7 separate regions of the Mus musculus genome follow, and all the other regions are linked to region 4. A link is a contact called in public promoter capture Hi-C data. All regions are on one chromosome and are shown on one strand. Each heading gives the region's core, a stretch centred on a gene start, on an enhancer-like site or on the middle of the called end of the contact. The rest is flanking DNA. Distances are from core to core; before and after follow the strand shown.

Region 1 (3,705 bases), core at 409-2,908, 2.9 Mb after region 4:
TTCCAAGGTGTCTCCTAAGTTGAGTAAATGAACCTGGGTATTTTGTTGTTGTTATTGTTGGGTTTGGGGTTTTATTTCGTCTTGTTTTGGTTTTGTTTATGTATTTGCCTAGATGTGGTCTTTAAAGCCCTGGAGCTACGTGAGCTTATGTAGGAGAAACTTGTGTAGTGTGGGAAGTCTGCAGCCCATGAGTCCTCTAACATTTAGAGGTGACAAACAGGGGAAGAGTTGTCCCAAAGAGGCTGAGAGAGAGTCACCCCAGAGAGGAAAAGCAAACTGGGGAAACAGAGCCCAGGAAAACCAAGCATTGGTGTCTAAAGTAAAAGCAAGCAGGCAGATCAGACGTTGATAAAAGCTCAAAGGAGAAGCAGACATTAGAAGGAGATGTGTCAATATCTCTGAGGGTGCTGGCAGCAGCTGTGCGCCACTGAGTTTGGATCGAAGCCTTTGGAGAGAGGCTGTGCCTGCGACCTCTGTGAACACTGATGTGCAAGCCTTCAAGGGCATCCTGCAACACTCTGATTCCTGTTGGCCTAGGTTTCAGAACACCCACCCACCGCCCTTAGTCTCGTGTCCTCATGTCAATGAGCCCTTGAGCCCATCTTGGGTCTGTGACGCAGTCTCTCATGTGAGGAGTGCCACACAGCATAGCACAATCTCTCAGTGGTCGCAGAGGGTGTAGACTGAGGGGGTTTATTTTGGTGGTATCCTACAGGGACAAGGATAAGCAGTTCTAATTAGAGCCTCCTTTGGGAACTATGTTAGCTCATTATAGTGAGTGAAAAGGGAAGGGGGAGCAGCTTGTGAGAGGCCTGAGAAGGTTGTTGTGCTGGCTTGAGTCTCCCTGAGAGTGGAAATTGGACTAAGAAGAGGGGTGTGTATACTGTCCACAGCCATAGCTCGGCCTTGCTGTGAGCTGTAAAGAGTAAATAAATATAGAGGAAAACCAGCCTGTTACTTGGAACAAACCAGGATTTCATGCAGAACGGTGATAACGGTGTCAATCCTTAGCGAACCAATCCAAAGAGAGGAGACAAATGCAAAAGAGTGAAGAATCAGAAAACGTGGCTAGGAAAGACAGGAGGATGGGATATCGCTAAGAGGGTGAAGTAAGACAGGAAGGGGTCATGTGTAGGACCTAAAAATACTGGTGACATACACCTCTAGATCCAAGGACTTTATCTCTATGGCTTACAGGCCAGACCTCTGTCTCCAGTGTTGTCTCTGTGTGCTGAATCATGGAGGGTATGAACAGCTCATCGCACGAGTGCTTGGACTAAATCTGCTTCCCAGAATGCTCTGCCTGAGGAGCAGGGCTGGCTGGTACCTCTTCATGGCCTATCCTGAGTGATCACTCGCCTGCCTCAGAAATGCTCTCAGAGGGTGAACAGTAGCAACGTCAATGCATCCAAATGCAGATCTTTACTCCAGCCTGTTTGTCAAGCGGCTAGGGAGTAGAAATTTGCAGCCAGTGTCCATCAGGAGCCCTTGTGGGGTGCGCGATCGCCACGGTTGGGGAAAAGGAGGCTAGTGGTCCATATGAACCACCCCAGGAAGGTTCTGCCCGCACCGAAGTCTACAGGGTGAACTTGACTGTGATTTGGAAGGGCTGTTTAGCTCTCGACAGCATCTCTGCAGGAAATATTATCTCCATCTGCAAAGACTGAAAAAAGCCTGGGAGAGGCTGCACTAGTCAGTCTAATTTTAGAACTGCATTCTACACAGTTCAGAGGGAAAAATTGACACTTGCTAAATTAATTCAAATTGGTTTGACTGCAAACAGAATTTAATTCCCACAGGGAATCAGGCAATTCCATCTCCGGCAGAAAGGAAAATCTAAGTCGGCCTGAGATTAAGCCCTTGAAGTCACAGCCATCTGCCTTGTCTCCAACCTCAGGATGTCATGTCACAGCAAGCTTGTCCCCTATGGCAAAACAGCCCCCATGAAGCTCAAGGGTAGGATATCCAGCACCGAGCTCCAGGCATGGAAGTCACCCTGCACTGCCAATCCCTTCCTTCCACTAAGGGCAGGCCTTTAAAAGTGGGAAAATGTCCCAGTAGGCTGGCTCTCTTGCTAGTTTTGAGTAATGTCAGTTCTCCTTTGCTCCTTGTGGCTCTAAACTTAGCCTGCATGAGTGCCACCAGCTGGAAGGGCTTGGGCTTTGCATATCTCTGCAACAGTAACACACTTCGGTCTTTGTGTTGCTATATGAGTTAAAACATTCAAAGCATCTAAGTGACTTTCCCTTCTCAGCTGAGCACCTGATTAAAAACCACCACCCCCCCCCATGTGAGTTATGTCTATGTGTGTGTGTGTGCATGCATGTGTGTGTGTGCTATGTCTGTCTGTGTAGATACGTGTGTGCATATTCATGTGAATACAAGTAGATATGTACCATATGTGTAGGTTAGAAGACCACCTCATGCCTTGGTCCTTGCATGACACCTTGTTCAAGATAGGGTCTCTCTTTGTTGTTGCCTTTGTGTTCCCAGGTACCTGCCTGTCATTGGATGCTCCTAGCTTTACCTCCCAACTCACTTTTGCAGCATCAGGATTTCAGACATTTACTCTTATGCCTGGCTTTTACCTACATTCTGGAGATACAAAGTCAGTCCTTCACACTTACAGGGACAGTGCTTTACCCACTGAGCCATGTCCGGGGCCACAAACTGATTGTTTTTAAAGAGAAATATTTGATAGCTGCTACTATAATTCAGATCTTGATTATTCCCCCAAATTGGTAGCACATGTCTCAAATCTCAGCCTTTGGGTGGCTGCGCAGACAGACTACTATAAGTTAGTGGCCAGCCTAGGCTACATAGCAAAAGCCTGTCTTAAAGCAAGAGAATAAGAAAATTATTAAGCCCTGCATTTGAAGTCTTGGTCCCCAGCCTGCAGCTATATTTGGAGGCTATGGAACCTTTAGGAGATCAAACCTAAGAAGAGGGAGTTAGGCCATTGGGAGTGGAACCTTGCAAGGGATGTTGGACCCTTACCTTCCCATTTGCCATGGATGCATGCCTCAGATCCCCTTGAATTGGACTTGGGAATATTTGTGAGCTACTGTGGAGGTTCTGGGAATTGAACCTGGGTCCTCTGCTAAGTACTCTTTAGCATCAAGTCATCTCTCCTGCCCCAGCTTCTAGTTTTACATGTAAATTCCTCTTTCCTGAACTACCACCTCCCTTCACGTTTCTCCATGACTCACACCCTCCAGTCGCTCAGTCCTACATTTACTGCCATCTTATCACCCTGCTCCCTTGAAGACTTCTAAATCAGAGGAAGGGAAGCCTGCAGTGATGCTAGAAAGTTAAAATCATATTCCCGCACCCCACCCCCATTGTTTACTCCATGAGGAAATAACAGGCCACCTCAGCAGCTCCCCTGAGGGTTAGCATGTGCCCTGGTGGCTCACAGCATGAGGGCTTAAAAATGAGAATTTTGTCCAAATTAACCCAAGAATTTTGAGCAGAGGCTAATTTCCTACCAGCCACGCCATCATCATCTCTCCAGAAGTGCTTGGATTCAAGAGAGACCTTCCCACTTGTGGCTAACAGAAGTCCTGTCTGTGTTCTGAGCTGCACGGTTCAGTTCAGGTTACTTTAACATAATGTCAAGTAGCCAAGATAGAATTCAGCCTGTAAGGTAAGCTGAGCTGAGAGTGTCTTCTCCCTCCCTTGTGGAAAGGTTTCAGAAGAATGCCC
Region 2 (3,774 bases), core at 1,199-3,698, 2.9 Mb after region 4:
CCTCGGAGACCCGTGCCAAGTTGTCCCCCGGAAAAGTCACAGCATGAGGCAGACCTGATATAAGGAGGTCTATTTGGGGAAGGGAGGAAAACGAGGGCCTGGAAAGGGGTTAGAAGCAGACAGAGCCACGATGCAGGGGGTTGGGGGGGAAGGTAGAGAGAGAGAGAGAGAGAGAGAGAGAGAGCGCTGGGGTAGCACTCAGTTCTCTTATATGCTGCCCAGGCCACCTGCACCTGTCAGTGGCACAGATGATGACACACTATTGCTAAGTCCCTGTTACTGAGTCCCTGGGAAGAGTTCAGCCGAATCACCTGCAAGCTAGCAGTTGCACCTTCTATAAGCTAAGACATCCAGAAAGGAGATGGTGACTTTGGTCACACCACTAACTGCAAAGAAGTAGATTCTGCCAACTCTTGAAATAAGCCAGGAAACAGACACTTCATAGCTGAACCTCACAAAGAGAACCCAAAAAGAGAAGCTTCCTCCCTTCCGACCCCAACCCCACTACCTGTTCACCCCAAGCTGAGAACACCACAGCTGGCGTGTGCCCGGGTCTGTGACCCCTAGAAACGGAAGTATTAATATGTGTATTATTAAAACTGTGGCATTAATGAGTCACTCTGAGGTAAAACTGAGTCAAGTACGGCCTGAGCTTCATAGCAAAGTCCTGTCTCTAGAAAACAACAACTACTGACAGCCACAGTAGTTCCTGTGTGGCCATTTGTTACAGCGACCACAGTAAGCTTTACGTTATTCAGGAATGTAACCTAGAGGCCGAGGGAGAAACCATGTGCGCCTTGTCTGCCTGGAAAATTTGAGATTATGCTGTGTGAGCAAGATTACGGAAAACAGGCATCCTCACACATTACAAGAGGCAGTTAAGTCAGTGTGATTCCTATGACAGCTAATTTTTAAATATATATATATATCAAGATTTTAAATCACAGCCCTGTCAGCTATCAAGTCTATTTATAACTTATCTGGAGATACATTCACTAGCAAGAATAGGCTAACACGCACGGAAGCATGGTTTGTAACAATAAAAAATTAGTATAATCACTGCATTAATGAGCAGGACCCTGGCTAGGGGAGTGTGATGGCCATTCTTGGTTGTCAAGCTGACTACATGTACAATACATGTGAAAACCAAGTGCCTGGGCACACCTGTGAGGGATTTTTCTTAATTAAATTATTTGAGGTAGGAAGACACCCCTTTAATCCAAAACTGTGAGGTGGGGAGAGCCACCCTTAATTTGGGTCATACCTTCTGCTGGCAGTGTATATAAAGGACATGGAAGAAGGAAGCTTTTGTTCTTGGCCTGTTTGTTCTAGCTGTCAAGCCCATGCCATCACTGGAATTAGAGCTATTTCTTCAAGATCCTGGTATATATGGAAGACTAACTGAAACACCTAGCCTTTTGGACTAAGCAAATACTGAATTCTTCGACTTTCCATTCGTAGAGAGCGGTAGTTGGATTAACTGGAGTCTAGCCTGTAAGCCGCCCTAACAGATGTCTAACAAATTAATATATACATTTATTCTACCATCAGGACTGTTTCTCTAGAGAACCATGACTAATACAGTAAGTTATAGTCTTTGATAAGCTAGATTCTTTGGAGCCATCAAACATGAAAAAGACTTAAGTATTATCTTAAAGATATTCAAGATATTTTTGTAGACAATGAAAATAATGTCTTGTTTATTTTTTTAATCAATGTGATACTAACCTAGACACACCAAGGAAGAGAGCATTACAACAGAGGGCTCTCCTCCATCTAATTGGCCTGTGGAATGTCTCTGGGCATTTTCTTGATTTCTAATTGATGTAGGAGGGCCCAGGCCACTGTGGTCCTTAGATAGGTGGGTGTGAATTGTATTAGAAAGGGAGATGATCACGCCAGTACACCCATCTCTGCTTCAGTTCCTGCCTCCAGGTTCTTCCCTTGAGTCTCTCTCTGCCTTGCATTCTCTGGACGATGGTTTGGTGAAACAAGCCCACTCCTTCCCAAGTTGCTTTCGGACATGGTGTTTATCACAGCAACAGAGACATGGATAGCAAGCTACCATCTGGGGGCAGAAGCTGAAATATTATCACCAGGGAAGGGGAGTGGATGCCATTTAAGATACTAATGAGAGTATCTGGCTCAGAGATAGAGGCGGTATAGATGCATTGTATACCATGCCCCTAGTGAAGACATGAGAGCAAGGAACACCCAAATATTCACCATAAAGTGACACGCTGCAGAAGACAGCCACCACCCTGGGTCGTGGGAACCGCTGCTGAGATTCCCAAGAGATGTCATGAGAAGAGCCTCTGTGGACCCAAGAAGTGAATCGTGAGAAAAAAAAAAAAAAAAAAAAAAAAAAGTCGGTTTTCAGTTTAACCCAAACCGGAGGAAACCAGGGTGAGTTCAGATCTTTCCTCTCTCCCTCTCCTGACCACATCCTTTTGCTCTAGCCAGAAAAGTCTCATAAAATTGATCTGAATTAGAGTTCCCACTACTTATGAGGCTAAGCATTTTAACAGCTGACCAGAAGAAAAAAAAAAAAAAACACATTGCCTGTGTGTGAGAGAACAAGTAAGAACTTTGTCTTAGATTTCATTCTGTGGGTAAACTGCTTCCGCTGAGAAAAACCCCAACTGTGGAGAACAAAGCTAAGTTTAACTTTCTAGGGAAACATGCGAGAAAACTGTAAGGACAATGAAGAAACAGCATTTTGAACATGAGCGAGCAACAGATAAAATTCTTTTTCTACACAATAAACGCTACAATGTCGATTCGAAACTTACTGAGGAAAAAGGAACACTACTTGATGGTTAATACTTGGAAAGTGCCAAGAATAAAATAGTGACAAAGCAATGCCCTCGGGTACCGTGCGAGTAGAAAGAGAAACCCACAGTGACATTCCCTTCACATCACGGGGTTGTGTTTTATTTTGTCCTGACACTCGTTTTACTGTATCTGAGACAGAAAGTTAGGCCTCACACATGCATACTCTATCAAAGAGCTATGCCCTAAGGCCTGTCCCATCATGCTTTGCTGGGTTTGCCCCGCACCGCACCGCACCGCACCGCACTGCATCACCCTGCCTTGCTTCTGATTCAAGATTTCACCATGTAGCCTAGACTGACCTGGAACTCCTACTCTCTTGCCTCAGTCTCCCACGTGCCAGGCCTACTCGCATGTGTCACCATGCTCAACAGCTCTCAGCACCGCGCAGTTCCCATCTCCTGACCCTGTTCCTCCTGTGACACAGGAGAGGCTTCAGACATGAGATAACAGAAAGATCTGATGGCATTTAACTTTCTTTTTTTTTTTTTTTTTTTTTTTTTTTTTTGTAATGACTGTAGTAATCAGTTTATTACACAGATGAATCATTCGTGAACGTACAAGCTCCAGAGGAGCAACAGGGTCTTAAATATACACACAGATTTCCATCAAATACATCTCCACCCTTACATCGAAATAGGCCTAAAGCAGTTAAAAACATAAGAAAAATAAGAGCTATTAGCTATGTATTAACTGAGAAACCACATACAAACCAAAGATTATGGAAAGGGGCTAAAAGGAGGAAGGCTGAAAGGGCAGGGAGATGTGAAGTGTTGGGAACAAAGCCCACCACACTTTATGTACTAACAGCTCCAGTCCATTTAAATGTTGATCCGTTAACCTTAGACCTTAAAGCACAGCATGTAGTTTAATCTGTTTGGTCATAACTTTCACCTAAGTTGTAGGTCCTTCAGGATGAAATGAATATAGAAACAGCTTCAC
Region 3 (3,371 bases), core at 844-3,343, 2.6 Mb after region 4:
GTCAGGTTGCACTGGATTCCCAGACAAGAGAGGAAATGGTAGGGATTTGGACCACATGAGAGCTGTGAAGGGAAAACTTGGGGATCACATCAGCTCTTTGCAACAGGTGCAGTGTAGACAGAGGCTGCTGGGCATGTGGCCAGAACCAGAAGGCAGCCGCTCCCGTAATCTAACTTGTCTAATGTTTGAGTCATTTCCTTAGCAACTGGAGTCTCATTCAGGCGCTTATAATTACATCTTGAAGTGCTTGCCTGACTCGTTCCTCTAAGAGCATCAGAGTTTCAGATCTTACATTAAGACCTTGGCCCATTTTTTTTTTTCAGAGTGAGAAATAGGAGTCTAGTTTCAATCTTCAACACATGGATACCCAGCTTTTTCTCAGGACCATTAGTTGAAGAAGCTGCCATGCCAATGATCTGTCGATTATATTTGTGTGAATTCATTCTGTTTCGCTGATTTATTTGTCTGTTCTTTGTCAGTCACCCCTTTACTGGATTACTGTGATTTTTCAGCAAGCTTCATAAGCTAAGTAATTTGAATAGTTTCTGCATTGCAAGTTATTTTCTTCACTACTGAAATTACTCTTGGATGTTTTGAGGTTTTGTTTTGTTTTGTTTGTTTGTTGTGTTTTCTTAACATTTAAATATACAGCCCAGCAGTCCTGGAGTATCACAGTAAGTCCTCACACAAATCATTCCACCTTCTAGAAAAGTCATCTTTGAAGCACCATTACTAGGTTCTTGAATAAGAAATTAAAAAAAAAATTAAGTGAGGTAACTAGCAAATGATAGAACTTAATTTCAAACTTATTATGATCCAATTCCAAAATTTATGACTCAAATGTGGTTTCCTTGCTTTGAATATGAGAGCAAATAACAGCGAGAATTTTTGCAGCAGCTTGTCTGCAGTTATGGATAGTAGCTCTAAAAGAATTATTTGGAAGTGGAATAGGACAGCACAAATTTCATGTTGGTTTTTCCTTCTAGCACTTTTCAAAATATATATAATGGGTTTTTTGTTTGTTTGTTTGTTTTAGTTTCTTGTGTAAATCTCATTTTAAAAAACTAAGTTAAATTCAAATATGGTCATTGGTAAACATGATCAGATTACGTTTAAATCAGTAATTGCATGGATATGTTTTCCACCCAGGGACAGTAGAAAAATAACCTGTTCTTTACTCCTCTGTTCAATTATTTGGACAAGAACTAGCTGTGTTGGAGTCCATTTGAACAATAGTCTGTTAAGTTTGCACAGTGTGGAAAATAATTTTCTCCAACAAATTTGGGTCAATAATTTTTCTTACAATTGGATAAAGCAGCATGATAGTCAGGATAAAGAATGAAACCAGCTTGCTCAAGCTTAGTTTTTCAAGCATAATATGATACAATACTGTGCAGGCTAGTTTTATGTCAACTTGATATAAACTAAAATCATCTGAGAGGAGAGAACCTCACCTGAGAAAAATGCCTCCATAAGATTAGACTGTAGGCAAGTCTGTAGAGTATTTTCTCAATTACTGATTGACGGGGGGCAGCCCACTGTGGGTGGTGCCGGGCTTGGACTGGTCATTCTGGGTTTTGTAGACAAACAGACTGAGCAAGCCACAAGGAGCAAGCCAGTAAGTAACCCTCCTCCGTGGCTTCTGCATCAGCTCCCACCTCTAGGTTTGAACACCTGTTTGAATTCCTGTCCTGACTTCCTTCAGTGATGGACTGTTTGTGTACATGGAAGTGTAATGAAAATAAACCCCTTCTTCCCCAAGTTGCTTTTGGTCATGGTGTTTCATCACAGAAATAGTTAACCTTACTAAAACAAATACAATCTGATGTCAATGTGTATTGTATGTGTGAGTGCAAAATCACCAACTCTATCAAATTCTTCTCTCATTCCATTTTTCTTCTTTTGCCTGACAGTGATAAAACTAGCTCCTTCCATTTTAGTAGGGGTCCCTCGGCCTCCCTAATCCACAGTGATTAGGACACAGCATTTCCTACTGTGCTTCATTTACCTGACTCCCTCAAGAGTTACCACAGCCTTTCATTATTAGTTTAAATGTCACAAAAACATAACCCTTCCAGCTTAAACCGCCAAGAGCTATTATTACTCTTTCCCCCAACAAGAGAAACTTGATCTCATGTCCACACTCAGCATATTCTGCAGTACAGCAAGCTTACCATTGAATTTGTAAGTAGATGGATTTAATGCTTTTACTTGGTAAAGAAAGCAACATCTTTACCCAATGTCTTAATAGAAAGCCCGGGAGAAAACAAAGATGTAAAAGAAAAAATGGGAAACATACTTTCACTCTTGAATTTTCTGGAATTTGACATTTAGCTGGAGATGGAGAAAGTGGTAGATGCTAATATACAGCAGATGTTGCTCTGTTATTATTAATTGCCATATATTAAAATGCCAGAGACATTAGATAAGTCAATTGAGTTTGGTAAAAATACATAAAGAATGGTAATAGTCAAACTTTCAAATGAAACCGTATCAAAGCTGATAAAACATTGTTTTATTTACTGCTAATTTTTTAAGTTACGTGTTTTAGTCATAAACACTCAAAAATAGGTAAGTCAAAAGCTCAACAGCATTCTTTACCTCAAAGCTATTTACACTTTTAAAAGATATGATTCTATGGCACTTTAAAATGCACAGGTTATTTCAGATGAAATTATTAATGACTAGAAATAGTAGTTCAAGAATCTGCAGAAGACCTGACTATGAGAAATAACTTAACTGCAAAGGGTCTCAGTATGCAGTCTCTTGACTAGGAAAGTCAAAGTCAAAAATCAGCATTTCTATCTAAAAGGCTTAACTGAGTGATCATAATACAAGCAATAAGCAGTGCTTAGGAAAATGTGGAACATCTTCAGTCACCGTGTAAATGCAAGTTAAAATGCTCTGAGATTCTGTCTCGCTCAAGCTGAATAGCCACCAGCCAGAAAAAAAAGTGACTGGTAAGGATGTGAAAAAAAAATTCTCCATGGCTGGAGGCAAGGGAACTGAGGCAGCCAATGTGGAGAGAAGCTTCAAAAAACTTAAAAACTAACCTACTGTTTAAGCCACTAAAGGATTCTAAGTCAACACACCCCATAGATACCTGTACATCTGCCTTCTCTGCTTCACTATTCACAAGAGCCAGGATGTTGAATGAACCTGACATGATATAGGAAATGCCTGGGTATATTTAGATCTAGCTTCTGCATATAAAAGAAAACATGGAACATTTCTTTCTCCATCCCATTACCTGTTCTTGTTCCCTCTTTCCAAACTCTTTGGTCCATTCCTTGTTCCAAATACTCTCTTCCTTTCATGTCTAGATTCTGCATGAAAGAGGAAACTTGTAATAATAATCTAAGTCTAGCTTA
Region 4 (3,661 bases), core at 400-2,899:
CGGCATAGCATGAGGACATCAAAGCAATGCCTGGGTTATTTCTCTTTCCACCGCCAGCCTAAGGGCAGGCTATTCAACTGGCTTTGTTGTAATTGTAATTGACAATACCCACCTGCTCCCATGAATTACCTTTCATTTCCTGCCATGGTTTCTAAAACTGTCATTAAAAGTGCACCAGGAACAGAAACAATAAATCTACGCGCACGCGCATGTGTGTCCACATAATGAGCAGCTCAAAATAACATTTGCCATTTATATATTAACATAAAGTTGGTAGTCGCCAGAGGAGACCAAAGCATGGCAGATTGCTCTGCATCTGAGAATTATTGTCTTTGTTTGTTAAAGATGCTTTCCCAGGAAACCCAAGTTGATCATCTAATTAACGTTGCTGGGAACACAGGAGTGGTCCCAGTGAGAAGTTTGCTTAGATTCCTGGAAAACGATGAAGAACTCGTGTAATCCTGTGGAAAATAGCACATTTAATAGTAGGTGTTTTTTAAAAAAAATGATACACATTTTATGAAAAAGCTTTATGTAATTAAAAATCGTGGGCTTAGTTTTATATACTACTTTCTGTTCAATTAACACTAGGTGTAGGAAGTTTGTGTGGAAGGTATGGGGCTGTACCTGGAGTGGTTTTTTTGTTTGTTTTTGGTGGGTTGTTTTTTGTTTTTGTTTTTGTTTTTTTTTGTTTTTGTTTTTTTTGGTTTTTGTTTCCTTCACAAGTCAGAGATCACTGTGGATGTGACCTGTCTGGGCCTCTTCCTTTGTCAAAGTCCTTTTTGTAGCATCCTGGGACAAGGAAGATCATACACACTGAGAGAACTGCTAAAAGCTGTGACACTGCTTCCAGCCTGTTCCATCTTTCATAGAACAAGTGATGTATCGGACATAATAAAAACTGTACAAGCTTCTTGGTTTGGCGATGAGAGTTGAAGCTGAGAACTTTCAAACAAAGCATTATTAATATGAGCTTCTAAAATCCTGCCATCTCCAATTCTATGAAGCTTATCATAAACTAAACAGTCACATGGCAAAAAAAAAAAAAAAAAAATCCTGTTTCGGAGAGGTGGCAAGCATTACAAGCTTTCAAATACCCTTCCTGCGCTCAGATATTTTTAATTCTTTTCCAGTCAAGTTTCTGCAGCAGGGCCTCACTCCAAGAGCCCCATATAGGAGCAGAAGTCTGAATCAGGTACCCACCCACAACCAAATGAGAGAGAAAGTTTGGTCTGGAAGATTAAAGGGTCTGATGCATGAGACAGGACTGGATGACTTCTTGGTGCGCAGTTCTTTACCTCACAGTCCCATACTAGGAAGCCTGGTCTCCCTAGCGGGCTGTGAGGTCGCAGAGTCCCGGGATCCGCGGTCCCAGCGAAGGAGGAGGCGCAGACACCGCCGCAGCCTTTATAGTTTCTGCTGGGCTCCGCGAATGGAGCATAAAGTCCGACCAATGCCCAAATGCTGATTTTAATCTTGAGTCTGGTCCTCTGGATTGCGGTAGCTGAACCCATCAGAAGCCCAGCCAAGGGGCCGCCCCTCACCTCCTGGAGAGTTAATATGCAAAACAGTTACGTCAGATGTGGGGGCGGGGCACACCGGGGTTGACGGGCAGCCTGGCTTTTGCGGAGGGAGGAGGCGCGAGAATCATCCTGGTTCAGTGACTGAGACAAACTGGACGTGAGCGGAGCTGGTGCTGTCCACAGAGTGTCGGTGCTGAACCCCGGGTGTAAGGGATCGCCTGCTTGGGCACCTGGAGGCAACGCCCACTGGAACCCTATGTGCCCAGTGGGACCCGCTTCACCACAGGACCCAATTTAACTTGACAAAGGAGTGCGACTCGGACGTGGGAGAGACTCCTATGTTTGCAATCTGGGCGCCCACTCAGGCGTGACTTTGGAGATTCTGTAGTTCTAACTCAAAGTATTTGGATTTTTTTTCCAACCTAAGAGGATCTTTTCATCGTTATTATTTTTCTTTTTTCTTTTTTACACTGTGACTCATATTTTCACATCATTTAGAAATCTTTTTGGAGGACTTTTTTGTTTTTTACTTCAAATAAGGTAAGAATAGAATATTGTTATAAATGATTGCAAGTGGGTGAGAAATGCAGGCAGCCGTGAAAAAATTTAAAAATAAGTTATTTTTATTTCTATAATTTGAGACAGGACTTTGGAAATAATTATAAAAATTAATAATTTGATACAATAGAGATGCTCTTCTAATAATACTGAAGACCACGATTATTAAAGTGTTAAGGAAGTTGAGAGCTGTCTGTTTTTGTGAACTTAATGTCATGATACATCTTGCTTTATCAGTGTAAATATTTTAGATGAATACTTGTAGTGTGGCTTGGGTTTGTAACTGTTCAATATCAAGCCCACAAATATGTGTATGGATGTGATAAAAATTTCCAAGTTCTTTAAAATGCATTTAATTTAAAAGCATATTTGAATGACCTACTGTTTGCATAATAAATAATATTTTGTGTGTCTGAAACATGAATTGCAAAGTGCTGAGCTTGTTAACATGGTTTGGAGGGGAGACGGAAGGGATAGGGCTATTTCTGCCAGGCTGGCTTCATTTACATATGTTGTTGTGCAGCGGGTGCAAATAAAACTAGTGAAACTCAGTCTGTGAGGATTTCACACCCAAGGTCCTGTGAATTTCCAAGTTGGGGACTGCTTGTTCTGCTATTTCCTAGTAGATGTCATCTCTCCCCAGCCCGTCAGGTCAGAGGTGAATGCAAATGAGATACTCTGATTTAATAATATAGTATCAGCTTACATTATAGTGTTGACTGCTTAGGTGATTGAGTGAGGCAGGTAAGCTTGGGTTGAGAAGATGTCTTGCTATTTCATCAACCTTTAACCTCTTGCATGCTTAACAGAGAACGTTTTTGACTTAAAAGGTTTCACGTGAAGCTATGTTCCTTTTGTCATTTGGCAGTGTGATCTGAGTGTGTTTTGAAAGGAGAACTTGGTATGGATAAACACCATACAAGACTGCTCATAGTGAGCAAACACTAAATGGTGGAAGTTACTTGGTGTTCCCATAGATAGTGCTATTGTTCACACATGTATTAAACAGATGAGATATGTCTGGGAAATGGTGTGATTCTCCATTCATGGCATTCAGTGACATTAGATGGAGGAGAAAGAGTGCCTAGAAAAAGTCAAAGCTTGTTTCATTACAATTCTTGTGTTAATCGGAATAGGTGAGCTGTAGTGCTGCTTCCTACTTGACTGTCTGAACTCACCAAGCTGTGCACATCATCAAGGTGTAGTAAGTTAAGTTCATGTGTGTTGGATGTTAAAATGTCTTAGGCATTTGCACAATAGTTACATTAGAGTTACTGGGATGAAGTTTAGGTGCATATGGTTTTAAGTCATTCATCTGAGTAGAGGTTTTTTTCATTTTGTTTATATCACAGCTTCTAGGGGAGGGATTGCTACAAGACATGCATATTGCTGCAGATTATCCTGAGCTAAAGTGAATCCTCTTACACTGTTACCTGTTTCTCACTTAACAAATATTCTTTGTAGGATTCATGCTAGTCATTAGTCCATGTGTTTAAATGTTCATACATAAATAAAAATTTGAACAAGTAGACTCATAAAGCAACGTCATTTATCACAACAATAAATAAGACACATGAAGT
Region 5 (3,426 bases), core at 318-2,817, 2.8 Mb after region 4:
TGCCCCGGTACAGGGGAACGCCAGGGCCAAAGGGGGGGAGTGTGTGGGTAGGGGAGTGGGGGTGGGTGGGTAAGGGGGACTTTTGGTATAGCATTGGAAATGTAAATGAGCTAAATACCTAATAAAAAATGGAAAAAAAAAAAAAAAAAACAATAGGCATGCTGGCACTCATCTGTAATTCCAGCACTCAGGAGGCAGGAATATGACCAAGTTCCAGGCCTGGTGAACTACAAAAAAAAAAAAAAAAAAAAAAAAAAAAAGAATGAATTTATGAAATTCCTAGCCAAATGGATGGACCTGGAGGGCATCATCCTGAGTGAGGTAACACATTCACAAAGAAACTCACACAATATGTATTCACTGATAAGTGGATATTAGCCCCAAACCTAGGATACCCAAGATATAAGATATAATTTGCTAAACACATGAAACTCAAGGAGAATGAAGACTGAAGTGTGGACACTATGCCCCTCCTTAGATTTGGGAACAAAACACCCATGGAAGGAGTTACAGAGACGGAGTTTGGAGCTGAGATGAAAGGATGGACCATGTAGAGACTGCCATAGCCAGGGATCCACCCCATAATCAGCATCCAAACGCTGACACCATTGAATACACTAGCAAGATTTTATTGAAAGGACCCAGATGTAGCTGTCTCTTGTGAGACTATGCCGGGGCCCAGCAAACACAGAAGTGGATGCTCACAGTCAGCTAATGGATGGATCATAGGGCTCCCAATGGAGGAGCTAGAGAAAGTAGCCAAGGAGCTAAAGGGATCTGCAACCCTATAGGTGGAACAACATTATGAGCTAACCAGTACCCCGGAGCTCTTGACTCTAGCTGCATATATATCAAAAGATGGCCTAGTCGGCCATCACTGGAAAGAGAGGCCCATTGGACTTGCAAACTTTATATGCCCCAGTACAGGGGAATACCAGGGCCAAAAAGGGGGAGTGGGTGGGCAGGGGAGTGGGGGTGGGTGGATATGGGGGACTTTTGGTATAGCATTGGAAATGTAAATGAGTTAAATACCTAATAAAAAATGGAAAAAAAAAAAGAAAAAAAAAATTACTCAGTCAATTTTTTCAGTTTCTAAAAATGTGCAGTTGTGTGGTCAGTTAAGAAATCAGAATGCAGAGATTAAGTCCTTACCAAAACTTCCCATTCATATCAGCATCAGGATATAAATGCCCAACTCCCAAACTCTTTCTATCAGAAATTACTACCAGCTAAAATCATGCTTAACAGATAGTGTCTGTAAATGAGTCTGAGCAACCCTTTGTCTCTAAACGCACTGTGGTCGCCAGGCTCTGTTAGAGCAGATAGTGTAGATGCTCTGCACCCAGGAGTCGAAGTATTTGCCTTTATGGAGCTGCAGCAACTGTCAGTGCAGTGAAAATGTCTTTTCTGCTCAGATTCTCTGCATGCCTGTGAAGTATTACAGACCCCTTTCGCTATTTTAATTTTGTTGTAATGACTATTCCTATTCTCATATTTTGTGAGTGTAAAACATTTTGGGATCAGCACTGGAATAGGGTGTCAGGACCCTGGACAGATCCAGAAGGCACCTCTCTGCTTTCTCTGAAAAGGATGTCTGGATGGGTACTGTGAACCTGCAAGCTGCATTAAGCTGCTCTCCCAAACAAAGGAATTTCTCTGTATTCTTCACAGCCTTGACCACAAATACATAATAAATCCAAAAGATCGGTGGGCATTTAAAACAAGAATGTACAGTCACCTGGTTTAATTTTCCTTAAGAAATCAGAAGAGAGGAAACTGAAGGGAGATGTGCTAATTCCAATTGGGCTGAAAAAATTAGAATGCAGAAAAGTTTGAAATGGAAAGTTATGCTTCCCCTAGCAACTATAAGTTGGCATATTCTATATAAGGGCATAAATATAACAGCAAATACAGTCCATAAAATACTATCATGTGTGCATGGAAGGAATAACGAGAGCTGGGAGGATCATAATTTTGACTCTCCTGACTTTTATGAATTTGAATTCTCAGCCACAATGTTGCATTAATACCTACAAGTTTTTAAACCAATCTTGACTTGCTTTTTGCCTCTCTGTGCAACGGTCTGTACTTTCTTAACACTAAGTAGACTCAGCAGTAAACTTTGAACGCTGACCTTCCAAATTTGATTCTTATTCAAGACTTGATCTTCCTAGGGAGAAAAAAAAAAAAATGAAAGGTCTGAGTATTTTATCTTGTACCTTATTAAACCAGGGAAGGGAAGTAGAAGCAAAAACGTTCAACGGTGCCTGATTGCTAAACAGTGGGGAATGCAGAAACTGCTAAATAAAACAAGTCACACGTTGGGCCAGGAAAAAAAAAAAAAAAGCTGAAGCAATCATTTAAAGCTGCACACCGCTGTGTTTTATTTAATGCTGAGGGGTGTTTACAATGCTGTGATTTCCTGAGAAAGGTTAATCCAGATGAGTAAGAGGAGCAGTGTATGAAACTGTTTCCCACCAGCTCTTTGCAGTGAATATTTTAGTAACCATTGCGAATCCATGTCAGCTGGGCAGCCATCAAATGAAACACGAAAGAAAGCAAGTGCCGCCCCGGAGAATGAATTTTGATTTAACATCGAGGCAGAGGCATTTTCAGTGCCCTCTGCCGCGGTGATGATGGGGTAGGAAATAGTTTTCATCACAGCCAAGTGCTTTTTCTGAGCTCCTGCATGCTCAACTCGCTGTCCTATTTGTGAACTTCGGAGGTGGGAGGAGTGAACGACTCTACTTTTCTCCTCCTGCTTTCATTTACTTTCTTTTTTCCCCCTGGAGCAGCAAACTACAGTAGCAATTCTCTCCTTGGAGAATTTTACCTTACATCTGCATCAAGCTATGTCAAAAGCTATTCAATATTCTAAGCAGCTCCACCAGGGCACATGTTTCCGTCTTCTTTCCTTCCCTAGAAAGTATCTTCTGTATTGATCCCTCTAACGCCTTGGAGCCAAATAAAAATAAGAGAAAAGGAATTCTGTGGGGAGAGAAATGCAGATTTCCCGAGCCCCTCTTCTTGCCTACATTCCCTTCCAGAACATCAGAGAAGGCAGAGCCATATTGGAAACTCAATTTCTTTCTTCCTTCCTCTCCAAGGCCATGCTGATAGCAAGCAAACATTTGTGTTCCTGCCTTCAGAACCTCAGGACCAAAGATCAAGTGGAATCCTCTCAACACTTCCTTTCAAAGACCCACTGCCCAGTCCAGGAAGAGGCAGTAGATTCCTCCTGTCATTAGTGTTACTGGTTTCTCTATTTGCAGTTCGGATTTCTTTGGGAGAGTTTTTTCTGCCTAGTTAACATTGTTAGTGAATTTTTTTTTACCTTCTTCCCAACACCCCCTCTCTTTTTTTCTTTTTTCCTTGATGGAACTCAGAGACTGGAGCATGCCAAGCAAGTACTCTGCCACTGAGCTG
Region 6 (3,737 bases), core at 550-3,049, 2.8 Mb after region 4:
CCCACCCTGACATTCTCAACACCACCCTGCACCTCAGAGAGCAAAGCCATGTGAGCGTGTTTCTTCCTCTTGTCAAACAAGAGCTCAGTCTATTTAAATGTCCCTCATCACCCCACCCCCACAATCACACACTCTGTAGCCAATACCACATCATGTCTCTAATTTAGATTGTTTATATCCCTGTATCTTTGAAAACCCTCATCAATTTGGTTTTCTTCTCACTTAATTTCTCCTGCTCCGCACATATGGCAAGCTGTGCTTCTTGAAGTATTGTTTTCCCCAGGACACATTTTATTCCCTTAGCTCTTGAATAGTACCAATAGGATTTATTATCAAGCAAGTGCATCTTGGACTCATTCAAGTAGGATTAGAACCAATCCAGCTTAATAGCAAGTCTGTCTCGCAAGGCAGCCCTAGTTTAATAGCAGGAGCTGGGAGACAAAGAGTTCCAGTCCTCGTTTCAGTGCTCCCTGGCTATGTGATCCTGAATCACCGAACATCTCTGAGCCACAGCTGGCTGGCTCAGCAACAGATCAGGATAACAGTAACATATCTCATGGTATAGCCATGGTATACAGAGAACATGTCACAGGTGACGTACTCAACAAGGGGAAGGAAATACTGTTTTAACAGATTCCTTATATGTCATGAATTTCAGTTTCCTGTAAAAGCCAAATTAAAATGTGACCTAAGAGGATCAGCCAGAGTGACAAATGTAAACTGCCTCTTGTTTTGATGACCGCTCTTCAATGGCGATGACTGCGGCAGACTGTTTTATAAGCATTTGTCTCTTCTGACAGGAGCATTCCAGGGACCCTCCACAGCATCACATGAGAAAACTAAGGCCCCTTCTCAATTATCTAAGATGACACATTGTCATAATCTATTCTCAAGACTGTCTCCTTTCTCACCTCACTAGAACGCCATGGTTTTTTGAGTTCCTTAAAGAAATGCCTTTGAAGTGAGAGCTCAGGAAAGTGAGCAGCCAATGTGCTGAATGGATAATAGAGTAACAATGGACAGTTAATTGATATGTACCACGCACCAAGCACTGTTCTCTAGATTTACATATATTAAGTTCTTTAATTAAAAGATCATAGCATCTGCAGTGCTGGTCATAGCTCTGTCCCTGCTGGCAACCACAGTCCGTAGACAGGTGACTACGGAGCATGTGACCTGTGGTTCTCATTCAAGATGAAGATTTGGACCAGAGCCCTAGAACATAAGCATCGATGCCCCTCGCTCTGCGTGGTCTGCCTCCAGCATCTTATCCTGAGGGAAGAGTTCTCTCCCAGGAGATACGTTGTATTTGCAAAGCCACAGGAAAAGGAGTTTACATCTTGGAGAAAGTGAGAGGGAGCAGGTCTGCCTGAGGCCAAATCACCAAAGCAAAAGGCTCAGATTGGTTGTGATACTTCCCAGTGTACCTCCATCTTGGCCCTGCAGACCCATTCCCATCCCTTCAACTGCACCCACATACACACACACACACACACACACACACACACACACACACACACACCAAAGAAATCAATCATGCACACTCTCACATGCACACAGGGAGAGAAGTATGGTTCTGACTCCTTGTGGCATAAATTTTGGATCAGCTTCATTAGGCTAACCATCTGGGTCATTTCAATTCTGTTTCTAGCCCTGACATAATTACAGCCTCAAAATCAGCCATTCTCCACCTCCATCCCTTCCCACCCCAGCTGCACCAGCAGGAAAGTCTGCAGAGAATACAATTCATGCTTAGGGAACATCACATGGTCTCTGTTGCTGAGAGCATAAGAAAGCCTATCCTGCTGAGGACTATGAATCCCTTCAAACTGCATCTCCTTCCTGCCTCCATCTCTGCTGTCTCTGAACTCTCTGTGGTGACTAAGCTCATAATTGGGACAGAATCCAACAGATAAAATATGACTCTGTAATTCCATCTGCATCCATCCAAATTGTACTGGAACGGCTGCTGGGCCTTTGGCCTCCTGCTAACAGCTTACTTTTATTTATGCTGAAGGAAACGATGATGGCTTGGGTTAATATAGTCAATTGCAGGCCCTAATAATTCCCAAGCTTACAAAGGGTAAGTGGCTAATGTATATAGAAATACAGTTATTGGAAGAGACTGTCTATTAAAGTCCTTGAATTGCTGAGTTTTTTTTAACTGTGGGATCTAAATGGTTGCAGGAAATAGAGGGAAAGCCTATGGATTCATCAGCCAATCGATTTACCCCATGTAAAAGTTGTCTTTAAAGACTAAAAAAGAAAAGGCACTAACATTATAAATAAAAAGTCTGTTTTATTGATTTTGTTTGCTGAGCTGATCTCTTAAATATCTCTGCCTCCTCCTTATGTCTAATTTATTTATTCATCGGGCAACATTTATAATGTTTACCACCATCCACTAAAATATGAAACTGTCAGCAAACTAACCACAATCCCTGCCCTCATGGAGCTCATGGCCAACTAGAGGCATGGTGCAGAAAGGTTCTCTATAGCAACCATGCAAAAAGAGAAGTGCAAGGTACCAAGACAGTGCATAGAGCAATGGGGTCATCCCAGTGACTCCTAAAGTGAGTCATCAGAAACACATAAAGAAACACTTACCAAGTTAAAAGTCAGCCCAAGAGTCATGGGTAGGAGGAAGCCTATATTCCAGGCAGGGAAAGTATGAATGAGCAATACCCATGAGGCTGCAGAGATCAAGTCTCCTTCTAAGCAGTAGAGGCACTATTCTACAGCTGAGTTTTGCAGTATAAAGGAGCCAAAAGTGGGAACGTGGCTAGATCAGTAAGGAGCCGACCACAGTCTTTACCCCAAAATTTAAGTCCACTTTCCTAAAGCAAAGAAGGCCCATATATAGGCTTCACTGGTAGAAAAATTATTCTTTGAGCTATGTGAAAGAAGAAAATTGGCTAGCCGGGCGTGGTGGCACACGCCTTTAATCCCAGCACTTGGGAGGCAGAGGCAGGCTGTTTTCTGAGTTCAAGGCCAGCCTGGTCTACAAAGTGAGTTCCAGGACAGCCAGGGCTATACAGAGAAACCCTGTCTCGAAAAACCAAAAAAAAAGAAGAAGAAGAAGGAGGAGGAGGAGGAGGAGGAGGAGGAGGAGGAGAAAGGAGGAGGAGGAGGAAGAGGAAGAAAATTGGATGGACACACATTGAAAGTACCTAGTAAAATCCAAGACAAAGTCTGAGAATTCTTGAAAAATGAAGACTTGGCACATGCAGGTTACTTTTTGCCCTAATGTGCTCAAACAACTCAGTTTCAACAGAATAGTGCTGGAAAATTCTAGGCTGAGTAGTTTTAGTGAGTCTCCCTGTTGGCGACTATGGTGGCCATCTATCTGTCCCTAAGATGCACAGCTACACTAAGGACAAACCACTACCAAGTCATTTGGGAAGTCAGCACAACCTGGAACTTGAACACAATAACTTTTCATGCTTACAAAAACCACTAGCAGCCAACATCGTTAACTGAACCAAGCTCGAGCTTCCAAGGAACATTCCTGAAGAATCCTAACAGACATCGGACAAATTATCTAATGGTCCTACATCCCACAATACAGGGTATTAAGTCTATTCAATGCACACACACACACACACACACACACACACACACAATCTCTTCCACTTCACTAAAATGGACATCTTTCTCAGCTGCCAGCACTTCCTCCTTAAAGGAGAATTCATAGATGGCAATCCAGTTCTTCGTAGGCATCAGCATCTGTGGCTGCA
Region 7 (3,368 bases), core at 763-3,262, 3.0 Mb after region 4:
CCAGAAGAAGGAAGGCCACAAGGAGTAAACACATTACAAAAGCAGACTGCACAACAAAAATAGCACGGCACTTACTCACAGACCCACAGAGAGAGACAGGAAAGATCGCAAGGAACAGACGCTTACCCTAAGCTGTATTGATCAGGCTCCATCAGGGTCCGCCGCTCCATCCTGCCCACACCTAGGTTGCTCTCCACAATGCTGACAGAATGCCTCTGGCGCCGTTCATCATGCAGAGAGACTGGCACCGAGTCAAAAGAAGAATTGCTGACAATACTGGATCGTGAAGAAATCTCACTGTGACCTGAATCTGAGAAATTATCCACGGTGCCACTGAGAGCCAGTGCATAACCTGAGTGAGAAAGGTAAATGTAGTAGTTAGATATTTTAAGCTTCAAAAACTAAACAGGTCCACCAAATGGGCAAAAACTGTAAGTTGACAATGAAATGGGGGTTTATTCAAGAAGGTATAAATACCTGAAGACTAAGAGATTCAAATTTTACTCTAATAAAGTGTAAGTTACTTATTCAATGGTGAGAAAAGTATCTATTGTTACGCACTCTTGGTAAAGATGAAGAAACTATGACGTGTCTCAACTACTCTTGCTTCCTTAGCTACAAACACACTGCTTAGTAAAGACTCAGCTGAGAACAGCTCAATGACTGAGCACTTGTCTGGCTTGTCTGAGGCATCAATTGCAATCTTAGCAGAGTAAGACAACACAAACAAAACTGGAAGCAAAACCTCCCACAACCAAACTCCATCAAGAAGAACCCATCAGTTTTAGAAGTATGGACCCAACTCTCAAACTGCTGACAGCAAGTGTCTTATTTTCTTTTTTTATTTTTCAAGATAGGGTTTCTCTGTATAGCCCTGGCTGTTCTAGAACTGGCTCTGTAGACCATTGGACTCAGATCCACCTGCCTCTGCCTCCCTAGTGCTGGGATTAAAGGTGTGCGCCACTGTGCCTGTCTGAGTGTCTTACTTTCAACAGATGTCAACAGATGTTTTGACTTTTCGAGAATGTCACCAAAGTCCACTAGGAAGTAGCCACACATTCTTTAGAGTTTAAGTGGAGACACGAATACAAGGATAAGACACGAAGAAGGTACTTTTGGATTCCTGTCATCTATTTTCTCAACATTAATATTGTATTAGCTGAATGACCTACAAGATAGCTGTTTTGAAGGATGTAGCATGCATTTCCTCAGCCCTGCTCTGGCTCAATACATGTTCATTTCCTGTCCTGAGAGGCTTCTTTGAAAGTCACAAGGTTCAGGGGGAGGGGGAACTTGCTGTGACAATTTTATATATTTAAATGAAAAATCCCTCAATCTTTCTTAGCACTCAATTTTTAAATTTCCATCATAATATAAGGCTGATAAACAGACATAATCACGTACAATGTAAATTTCTCCTTTTAGCCCAGGTTGGGGTCTACTAATCTTTCTGTTGCAGCTACCTCAATGCTGGGGTTAGGGTTGCACTACCTCACCTATTATAGTGTAATTTTCCCAAAGCCACTTACAAAACAAAAACAACAACAACAAAACTGGAGAGCACCTGAAGGTTAAATTCTGTCCCGTCAGTCCACACGGACCCTGATCTATATTTATTTCAAAGGCTAAGCAGGTCTTGATAAGGTTTAACATGGTTATTTATGGTCTGTCTTTTTATAAATCACACTGCAAGTTCCAACAGGCAATCTCTCCTCACAAAGTTTGCCCCATGCCTGATGCCTGGAAGGGTTCTCCCATTTTCTTAGCTAACAAGTCAACTAGCTTTCCCAGCAGGCTTGGTTCTATAAGCCCCACCCATCCTAGAACTTCTGGGAACACTGTTATTCTTGCTCCTGTTCTCAGTTCAAACAGAAAACTGCCAGGAGCCAGCAGACCTTAGCTGACTTCCACTGCAAGAGGAACGAAAAGAACTCCCGCGCACTCAGTGAGCTCTGGAGCCGCTGCACACAGACATACAGGAAGCTATGGTTAGACTGACTCCGCTCTGCTGCTAAACTCTGTCAGGAAAACAATCTCCTTTACTACTGCTGGACCACACATGCAATCGAAAGGCCAGGGGAGGGACGGGGGAGGGAGGGGGGAGGGAGGGGGAGGGAGGGGGGAGGGAGGGAGGGGCAACACTGGAAACTGTGGAAAGAAATTACCAGCTACTTTAATCTGAAAGAATATCAACCTAAGAACAGATGCAGTCTCTTGAAAACAAGAAAGACAGTCAAGACTCGTATTTGTATCATGAAAAATAAGGAACATTAATTGTTCACATTTACAAGGCTTCTTTTATATATTACTGTGGCATAAATTTCTATTTAAGTAGAAAAAAATATAAAAACAATTCTCCCTACACTTACAATCAGTAAAAAAGGGGGGGTGTACATATATGGCAGGCAGGTGGTGGACACTGGGGAAATTGCAGTCAGGCTGTATATAAGAAAATAAATGAATGAATGAATGAATGAATGAATGAAACCTATTTTTAAAAGTTTGCCAGCAATGGTGGCACATGACTGTTAATCTAGGACTCAGGAGGCAGAGACAGGGGGATTGCTGCAAGTCTGGGGCCAGACTGTTCTATATACATGGTTAGTTCTGGACCAGGCGGAGCTCATAAGATTTTTTTTTCTTTTTAAATAAAAAAAAAAAAAACAAAAAACACAAAATATTTCCTACTCAAAAACCAAAGTTTTAAAAAGTTATATAAGTAAATGCTGTCTATATCTAAAAGAACTATCAGGGAGAGGGCTGAACTCAGTTAACTCAAGAGTATAGTGTGGCACAGTGAAGCCTGGACAGTTAACCAGAAAGGATGTCTGTGAGGAGTCAGAAACTGAGGGAGAACACCACTGACTGTGTGCCCACCTGTGCTGCCGCCTGCTCAAGCATCAACCAGAGTCAGCAGAACAAGGACCAAAGTGTGGCAAAGGACACCAGAAGACAGACTATGGGGACAACAGAAGTATGAAAAGGGACTTAGAAGCTGAGGCATCTTAGCACCCCATGCCAGCTACTGCTCAGAGCACTATCACAGCTGATCTTAAACTGTATTTTGGAGTCATGGTGACACCCATATCACAGTATTGCATAAAAAGACATGAAGATCAATGGAACAAAGGGGGGGGGTGCAGAAACAAACCTGAGTTTTGACAAAAGTGTTTAAAACATATGCCAGGGATGTGAAGGACAAAACAGACATTTTGGTGTCTCCATTTACAGAGAATGAAATTAGGTCCCCATCTCTCATCCTATGCAAAGGTATATCCCAAGTACATCAAAAACCTCAATTTAATTCCTAAAGTAATTAAACTGCTTGAGGAAACTAATTCAAGATATAGGTCCAGGCTAGTATTCAA

The links. Promoter capture Hi-C pulls out the DNA fragments that hold promoters and counts their contacts.
Region 1: a contact with region 4 is called in a promoter capture Hi-C map of hippocampal neurons, with 6 times the contacts expected there. The contact joins the enhancer-like site here to the promoter of Fstl5 in region 4. A contact is called at or near these places in 5 of 39 promoter capture datasets (cranial neural crest, embryonic stem cells, hippocampal neurons and 2 more) and 1 of 115 datasets of contacts at active chromatin or transcription factors (astrocytes).
Region 2: a contact with region 4 is called in a promoter capture Hi-C map of pre-B cells. The contact joins the enhancer-like site here to the promoter of Fstl5 in region 4. A contact is called at or near these places in 7 of 39 promoter capture datasets (the 3T3-L1 cell line, cranial neural crest, embryonic stem cells and 4 more), 1 of 15 datasets of contacts at CTCF or cohesin (large pre-B cells), 1 of 484 Hi-C or Micro-C datasets (pro-B cells) and 1 of 115 datasets of contacts at active chromatin or transcription factors (astrocytes).
Region 3: a promoter capture Hi-C map of second pharyngeal arch cranial neural crest shows a contact between it and region 4. The contact joins the enhancer-like site here to the promoter of Fstl5 in region 4. A contact is called at or near these places in 10 of 39 promoter capture datasets (the 3T3-L1 cell line, cranial neural crest, frontonasal cranial neural crest and 6 more), 1 of 115 datasets of contacts at active chromatin or transcription factors (astrocytes) and 2 of 9 other capture datasets (adipose tissue and liver).
Region 5: a contact with region 4 is called in a promoter capture Hi-C map of second pharyngeal arch cranial neural crest. The contact joins the enhancer-like site here to the promoter of Fstl5 in region 4. A contact is called at or near these places in 11 of 39 promoter capture datasets (the 3T3-L1 cell line, HPC-7-derived erythroid cells, cranial neural crest and 7 more), 1 of 115 datasets of contacts at active chromatin or transcription factors (astrocytes) and 1 of 9 other capture datasets (liver).
Region 6: a contact with region 4 is called in a promoter capture Hi-C map of hippocampal neurons, with 28 times the contacts expected there. The contact joins the enhancer-like site here to the promoter of Fstl5 in region 4. A contact is called at or near these places in 17 of 39 promoter capture datasets (the 3T3-L1 cell line, the C10 cell line, the HPC-7 cell line and 10 more), 2 of 15 datasets of contacts at CTCF or cohesin (embryonic stem cells and pro-B cells), 95 of 484 Hi-C or Micro-C datasets (the AML12 cell line, the Ba/F3 cell line, the C10 cell line and 60 more), 10 of 115 datasets of contacts at active chromatin or transcription factors (SST interneurons, VIP interneurons, astrocytes and 6 more) and 2 of 9 other capture datasets (liver and pancreatic islet).
Region 7: a contact with region 4 is called in a promoter capture Hi-C map of pre-B cells, with 6 times the contacts expected there. The contact joins the enhancer-like site here to the promoter of Fstl5 in region 4. A contact is called at or near these places in 3 of 39 promoter capture datasets (the 3T3-L1 cell line, hippocampal neurons and pre-B cells), 1 of 484 Hi-C or Micro-C datasets (cortical neurons) and 1 of 115 datasets of contacts at active chromatin or transcription factors (astrocytes).

What each region holds. Positions count from the first base shown.
Region 1 is chr3:79,022,208-79,025,912 of GRCm38.p6, forward strand. No RefSeq gene overlaps it. Among named protein-coding and RNA genes, the nearest start is that of Gm52609, 33 kb to the right of the region's middle. Within about 2 kb of position 1,659, at least 37 of the 459 cell types and tissues checked have an H3K27ac peak or open chromatin away from gene starts, as enhancers often do. A contact at or near this core is called in hippocampal neurons, where this site is marked.
Region 2 is chr3:78,962,148-78,965,921 of GRCm38.p6, forward strand. It overlaps the pseudogene Gm9762. Among named protein-coding and RNA genes, the nearest start is that of Gm23440, 16 kb to the right of the region's middle. Within about 2 kb of position 2,449, at least 33 of the 459 cell types and tissues checked have an H3K27ac peak or open chromatin away from gene starts, as enhancers often do. A contact at or near this core is called in pre-B cells and pro-B cells, where this site is marked.
Region 3 is chr3:78,698,983-78,702,353 of GRCm38.p6, forward strand. No RefSeq gene overlaps it. Among named protein-coding and RNA genes, the nearest start is that of Gm36341, 92 kb to the right of the region's middle. Within about 2 kb of position 2,094, at least 1 of the 459 cell types and tissues checked has an H3K27ac peak or open chromatin away from gene starts, as enhancers often do. A contact at or near this core is called in second pharyngeal arch cranial neural crest, where this site is marked.
Region 4 is chr3:76,072,912-76,076,572 of GRCm38.p6, forward strand. It overlaps Fstl5 (follistatin-like 5), which reads left to right and starts at 1,650. Exons shown (of 16, transcript NM_178673.4): 1 at 1,650-2,063.
Region 5 is chr3:78,824,149-78,827,574 of GRCm38.p6, forward strand. No RefSeq gene overlaps it. Among named protein-coding and RNA genes, the nearest start is that of Gm36341, 34 kb to the left of the region's middle. Within about 2 kb of position 1,568, at least 4 of the 459 cell types and tissues checked have an H3K27ac peak or open chromatin away from gene starts, as enhancers often do. A contact at or near this core is called in second pharyngeal arch cranial neural crest, where this site is marked.
Region 6 is chr3:78,906,877-78,910,613 of GRCm38.p6, forward strand. No RefSeq gene overlaps it. Among named protein-coding and RNA genes, the nearest start is that of Gm38542, 28 kb to the right of the region's middle. Within about 2 kb of position 1,800, at least 21 of the 459 cell types and tissues checked have an H3K27ac peak or open chromatin away from gene starts, as enhancers often do. A contact at or near this core is called in SST interneurons, VIP interneurons, brain and 2 more, where this site is marked.
Region 7 is chr3:79,069,864-79,073,231 of GRCm38.p6, forward strand. Rapgef2 (Rap guanine nucleotide exchange factor (GEF) 2) reads right to left here. Exons shown (of 24, transcript NM_001310536.2): 21 at 127-352. Among named protein-coding and RNA genes, the nearest start is that of Gm52609, 15 kb to the left of the region's middle. Within about 2 kb of position 2,013, at least 59 of the 459 cell types and tissues checked have an H3K27ac peak or open chromatin away from gene starts, as enhancers often do. A contact at or near this core is called in pre-B cells, where this site is marked.